Regions from separate parts of the Pan troglodytes genome. Here region 1 is linked to region 2. A link is a contact called in public Hi-C data. All regions are on one chromosome and are shown on one strand. Each heading gives the region's core, a stretch centred on a gene start, on an enhancer-like site or on the middle of the called end of the contact. The rest is flanking DNA. Distances are from core to core; before and after follow the strand shown.

The links. Hi-C and Micro-C count contacts between places; a contact is called where the count stands out from the background.
Region 1: a Hi-C map of induced pluripotent stem cells shows a contact between it and region 2, with 3 times the contacts expected there. The contact joins the enhancer-like site here to the promoter of RNASEL in region 2. A contact is called at or near these places in 3 of 7 Hi-C or Micro-C datasets (induced pluripotent stem cells and stem cell-derived neural progenitor cells) and 1 of 1 datasets of contacts at active chromatin or transcription factors (stem cell-derived excitatory neurons).

Annotation. Positions count from the first base shown.
Region 1 is chr1:67,037,018-67,039,717 of NHGRI_mPanTro3-v2.0_pri, forward strand. No RefSeq gene overlaps it. Among named protein-coding and RNA genes, the nearest start is that of ZNF648, 24 kb to the right of the region's middle. Within about 2 kb of position 1,419, at least 7 of the 24 cell types and tissues checked have an H3K27ac peak or open chromatin away from gene starts, as enhancers often do. A contact at or near this core is called in induced pluripotent stem cells, where this site is marked.
Region 2 is chr1:66,516,211-66,518,910 of NHGRI_mPanTro3-v2.0_pri, forward strand. RNASEL (ribonuclease L) reads left to right here and starts at 1,435. Exons shown (of 7, transcript XM_524990.5): 1 at 1,435-1,552.

The DNA of each region.
Region 1 (2,700 bases), core at 169-2,668, 520 kb after region 2:
CTTTCTGGCAGAGTGGAGATGGGAAACAGTGGATGGATGTGCAGGGAACCACCAGGAGCTGGCCCCGCCAGAGTGGGTCCCAACCAGGCCAGCCATCCAGTGGGCGCCATGGGCACCCGAGCTTTCCTCCCCCGGGCTTCACTCTCTTTGACCACTTTCTGCCCAGGGCCATCTGTGGGCAGTGACTTGGGGAGGCTGCAGGAAGAAGGGACAACAATTGAGTCACTTGTTGTTAAAACCAAAAGCCCGCCACCCCGGCCAAGATTTTCCACATGGGGGTAGCCCTGCCAACGTGTGCCCCCAGTCAACATCAAGATGTCCCCCACAGGCCTCAATGTCACGAAGGACTCCTGAAAATACTGCCTGTTTGAGAGGGGACAGAGACTAACTGTGAAATATTCCTCAGTTTCCCTGCTGCTTACCCAAGAGTTGGGTTGAAGCTCAGCCTGGGGCGCCACTGCTGGGGTGAGGTGGGCTGTGTCAGGCCAGCCACTCATGCCAAAGCTGAAGATAGGATGAGAAGGAGAGAGGGAGTGCCCACTGGGGGGCATAGGGCTGTGCCCAGGAGGGCACTGCTTGTCTTTGCAACCTAGCAGCCATCTCTGGCGGGATGCCTAAAATACCTCGGTCAGCCTCCCAGCTGAGGGAGAGCAGGAGGCGTGCGCTGGGGTCTGCATTAGGTTTTCACAATGGATAAAATCAGTTCTGTGATTGAAAGGCGAGGCCTTGGGAAATTAGTCACACAAGGGAGAATTGTGCCTGCCTCCATCAGAATCACCTGAGGATTCCCAGGAACCATCCTAGAGACTCTGATGCAGGGGTTCTAGGTTAAGGCCTGAGTCCCTTCTCTCCCTCCCTCCCTCTCTCCCACTCTTCCTTCCTTCCTTTCCCATGCAAAGCCCCTAGCAAAGCTTAGAATAAGAACATGTGGGGCTGGGTGTGGTGGCTCATGCCTATAATCCCAGCACTTTGGGAGGCAGAGGCAGGAGGATCACTTGAGGTCAGGAGTTCGAGACTAGCCTGGCCAACATGGTGAAGCCCTGTCTCTACTAAAAACACAAAAATTAGCCGGATGTGGTGGCGGGCATCTGTAGTCCTAGCTACTCAGGAGGCTGAGGCACAAGAATCACTTGAACCCAGGAGGCGGAGGTTGCAGAGAGCCATGATCGCACCACTACACTCCAGCCTGGGCAACAAGAGCAAAACTCTGTCTCAAAAACAAACAAACAAAACCACGTTGGATCCACACATGGCTATAGATCCCTACTGTGTGCAAGGCAGCTGGCATCCTGGCCCTCTGAGACTGGCCTAGAGGAGGCCTCCTGGTGACTCCCTCCCAGAGCTAGAGAGGCGGTGTCCTTTGCCTCTGTCCTGCTGAAGGGAGTCCCTCATCCAAGGGGCAACGCTGCCACCTCCTGGTCAGTCTTAGAACTGTCCCCCACTCTGAATGCCTGGTGTAAATAGAGGCAGGGAGCCAGGAGAGGCCTCCCTGTCCTCCCTCTCTGGCTCTGCGTTTGAATATCTTATTCTAGGAAGTGGAATGTCCCCCAAACACGCGCCTCTTTTGGTGCCTCTTGTTTAAGTCTATCTTCCCTGGGAAGCCACCAGTCAACAGGTGGATCTCACTTACCCACCACTTTGCCTTGAATTCAGTGCAAGTCAGCATGTGTTTGTGGAGCACTTGATATGAGGGGGCTGGCAATACAGAGGACAATAAAGCAAAGCCCCACTTTTGCAGAAGGGAGTGAGAAGTGGGGGTGATTCATGAACATGAGTAACTTCTATCTGCGGTGATGTCTGAGCTGAGTCCTGAAGGATAAGCCAGCATGAACCAGTTGAAAAATGGAGAAGATTCCAGGTAAAAGGATGAGCAAGATGTGAATTGCTGGCCTTTTAAATAGAAACTTAATTGCTATATTTTTAATGCACCTCTTTGCTGCCCCCAAGAGGACAGACTACAAACCTTTTCCCTCAATTTCTGGGCAGGTTTAAAAGGTTAAGAGAAAGGAAAAACAAGTTTTTCAGTTGCTAATCATTAGGGTTTAGGGGCCCTCCAGGTCTATGGTGAAAAACAAGAGGGAGGCCTGGGTTTGAGAGACAAAGCAATGCAACCCAAGGAAGCAGGAGGCAGGGAAGATGCCTCCCCTAGTAGACAGTTCTCTGGGTCAGTGTGGGGAGAGGACTCCAGGCCACTGCCCCACCCTGGTCCCCGCAGAGCCCCAGAGAAGTATCAAGCCCCAGAGGGAAGTGTCTGCATAGTGCCAGGAAGCTCTGGATGTCAGCCTTACAATGAATTCCCAGGTCCTCAGAATGGCAGAGATGCATCCTGAAGCCAGAGACCTGTGATACAGGCTGAAAGAGCCCCAGATGTCACCCTTGTAACCCACTTGGACAAATGCCCAAGGATCAGCCTCCTTGACTCTATGAGGGACTCGAGAACCTTGACATTGTCCCAGAAGTAGAGAAATACCAGTTCAAACCACAATGAGGAAATAAAGGAACTCAATGTTCTTGTACCAGGGTTTATAGCAGATTCATATAGGTCATGGGTGCAAAGTAGATCAAGACAGGGCCCCTGTTATTGAAACAATTAGAGAGAGAGCAGTACACTTCTCAGTGATTTGGAGCAAAACACTTGTCCTCTTGGCCTTGGTTTAATTTTCAGTGACAGGATGAGGAGGATGAGCATAGACTCTCGAA
Region 2 (2,700 bases), core at 185-2,684:
GTCATCCAGGCTGGAGTGTAGTGGTACTATGTTGGCTCACTTCAACCTCCACCTCCCGGGTTCAAGCAATTCTCCTGCCTCAGCCTCCCGAGTAGCTGGGATTACAGGTGCACAACACCACACCTGGCTACTTTTTGTATTTTTAGTAGAGACGCGGTTTCACCATGTTGGCCAGGCTGGTCTTGAACTCCTGAACTCAGGTGATCTGCCTGCCTCGGCCTCCCAAAGTGCTGGGATTACAGGTGTGAGCCACCGCGCCTGTCCAACAAGTATTAATTAAATGAATAATGGGTTAAGGATTTTTGAACTTTGTCCTGAAAATGATGGTGGGTCAATGATGCAGGGTGGAACAATGGATGAAGGGCTAGGAAGCAAGTCATCAGTTTCTTGCTATAAATGATGACAAGGACTCGACTGGTCATCCCTTTGCAGATGAAAGCAAGAGACTTGGTGTTGGGATGAGGATGAGGGGTGGCCTCCGGGTGATGGTGCCATCTGTGGAGATGGAATAAGTGGGAGGAGGGGCAGATTTAGGAAAAGATGAGTATTTCCATTTGACACATATTCAAGATTTGTAGGTCTAAAGCTCAGCAGAGAGGCTGGGGTTAGAGAGCGAGGCCTGGGAATCCCTGGTGTATAAGGGGTGGTAGAGGCCCCGGGTCTGGATGGTGTGACACAGGTGGTCGTCAAGTGACCATGCACTACTTGTTGTTCACAAGTCCCAGGGCTTTGTCTCCCCAGCAAGACTGGGTATTCTTTGGGGATGGAAATACTTTCCACTACAGCACTAAGTACACAGTACACAGCTCATTGCTAGGAAGATAGTCAAGAACAGAACTTGTAGAGCAGAAAGGAACCTTCAAAACCAAGTTATAGGAGAGAACTGAGGCCCTACATGGTTAAATCACATGCCTGAGGTCACTCAGCTAAGCAGCCACAGAGCTGGCTGTAGGATCAGGTCTCCAGACTGCCAGTCCGGTACCCTCCTGAGAAGGCCGCACTGCCTCAGAGCTGTGAGTTGAGTGAGCTGAGACAGGTGACAGGGCTTGGGCTTTGGGCTTACTTAGCTTCTATGAGCCTGCGTTTCATAATCAACAAGATTGTCAGGGGTTAACTGGGACCATGCTGCACGTAAAGCATTGTGTCTGGAACACAATAGGTGCTCAATATGTGTTTACTTTCCATTCCTTTCTTCCAAGAAGACCAGAATTTGCAATGACAAAAGAAAGGACGCAAGAGTGATGGATGCAGTTGGCTGCTGCCACCTGAAAGGCTGCAAGACTGAGAGGTGAGTGACATGACCCCGGGCATCACATTCCTCATCAGCAGACAGAAAGTGGCTATTGCTTTCCTCCAGAAGGTGTGCAAGTAGAAGCTTTGCTCCTGGTGCCAGAGTGAGCCTGTGGCTGCTTTCCCTCCCACACTCCTCACTCCTTTCTTGGCTCCGCCCTGCTGGCTCAGTGACGCAGCAGGAGGAAACTGCTCGGGCTGCAAGCAGTCTTCCAGGCTTTGCGGCTGCCAAAGGAATAATTGAGACGTCTGAGTTGAGCAGGTAAGGCAGGCAGAAGGAGGAAAGCTAGAAAACCTCGATAAGTCGATCCTGAAGAATTCTTGGGCTTTGGAGACTGGAGAGGCCAGGGGCTGGAGGACTTGGGAAGTGGGAGGGGAGCTCCCAGCCCTTGGCTGCCCGGAAGGATCTTCCTCAGTGCCCTTCCAGAGTTCTGTCAGAGTCCACACGTCATTTATCCATGTCCTCAGTTTCTCAGGCATCTCTTTGCGACTTACTCAGGTCGCACAGAGAAAGTGAAATTGAAAGCAGGATTGTCTGTTGGAGTACTTCCGCAGGCTCGTCTCTTCTCGACTCTGATGCGTCACTCAGGGCTTCCTTGATATTTCCTCTCCTTCCCGGCTCCTTTGTTTATACCAGCCCACCTCACATCTGATTGTAATGGGGACGGTCTACACAAACACTTTGGTTCAAAGATTTCATTGCCTGGTGATCGTGTATGTGTTGCACAATTAATTAAACTTCTAAGAGGCTAATCAATTAACCTCTGAGGCTTTGAAACTGTCAGAGTGGTGAGATTGCTGAAAAAGGGTTGCTTCGTGAATTCTATAGCAGATGCAGTAATTTAAATATTCAGGTAACAGTTTCGGGCTGTCTGATGATTGAACTGGATCTGTAATTCTCAGATCTGATTGACAGTTGGACGAAATTGATAGCTGCCAGTTGCCTATTCGTGTAGTAGCTATATGCACATGTGTAGGGAGAATAGAATTCACTAAGCAATTTATTTTTTCATAAAGGGATATAATTAGCTCTAACATTCATTGAGCGGCTAATATTTGCAACACTCCATACTTTAATGTACTTTACACACGACTGTATTTATTTTTGTCTCCATTTCAGGAAATAGAAAATTGAGATTCAACAATCCAAGGTTACAGGAAGTAATAGTAAAAAATTACACAGCCACAAGCTCAAACTTAGATCTCCCTAAGGTTAGAGTACAAGCTCTTTTCACTACTGCAGATACTCCTTGACTTATGATGGGGTTACATACAGATAAACCCTTCCTAAATTGAAAATATTGTAGGTCAAAAGCACATTTAATACACCTAATCTGCTGAACGTCATAGCTTATCCTAGCTTACCTTAAATGTGCTCAGAACACTTACATTAGGCTACAGTTGGGCAAA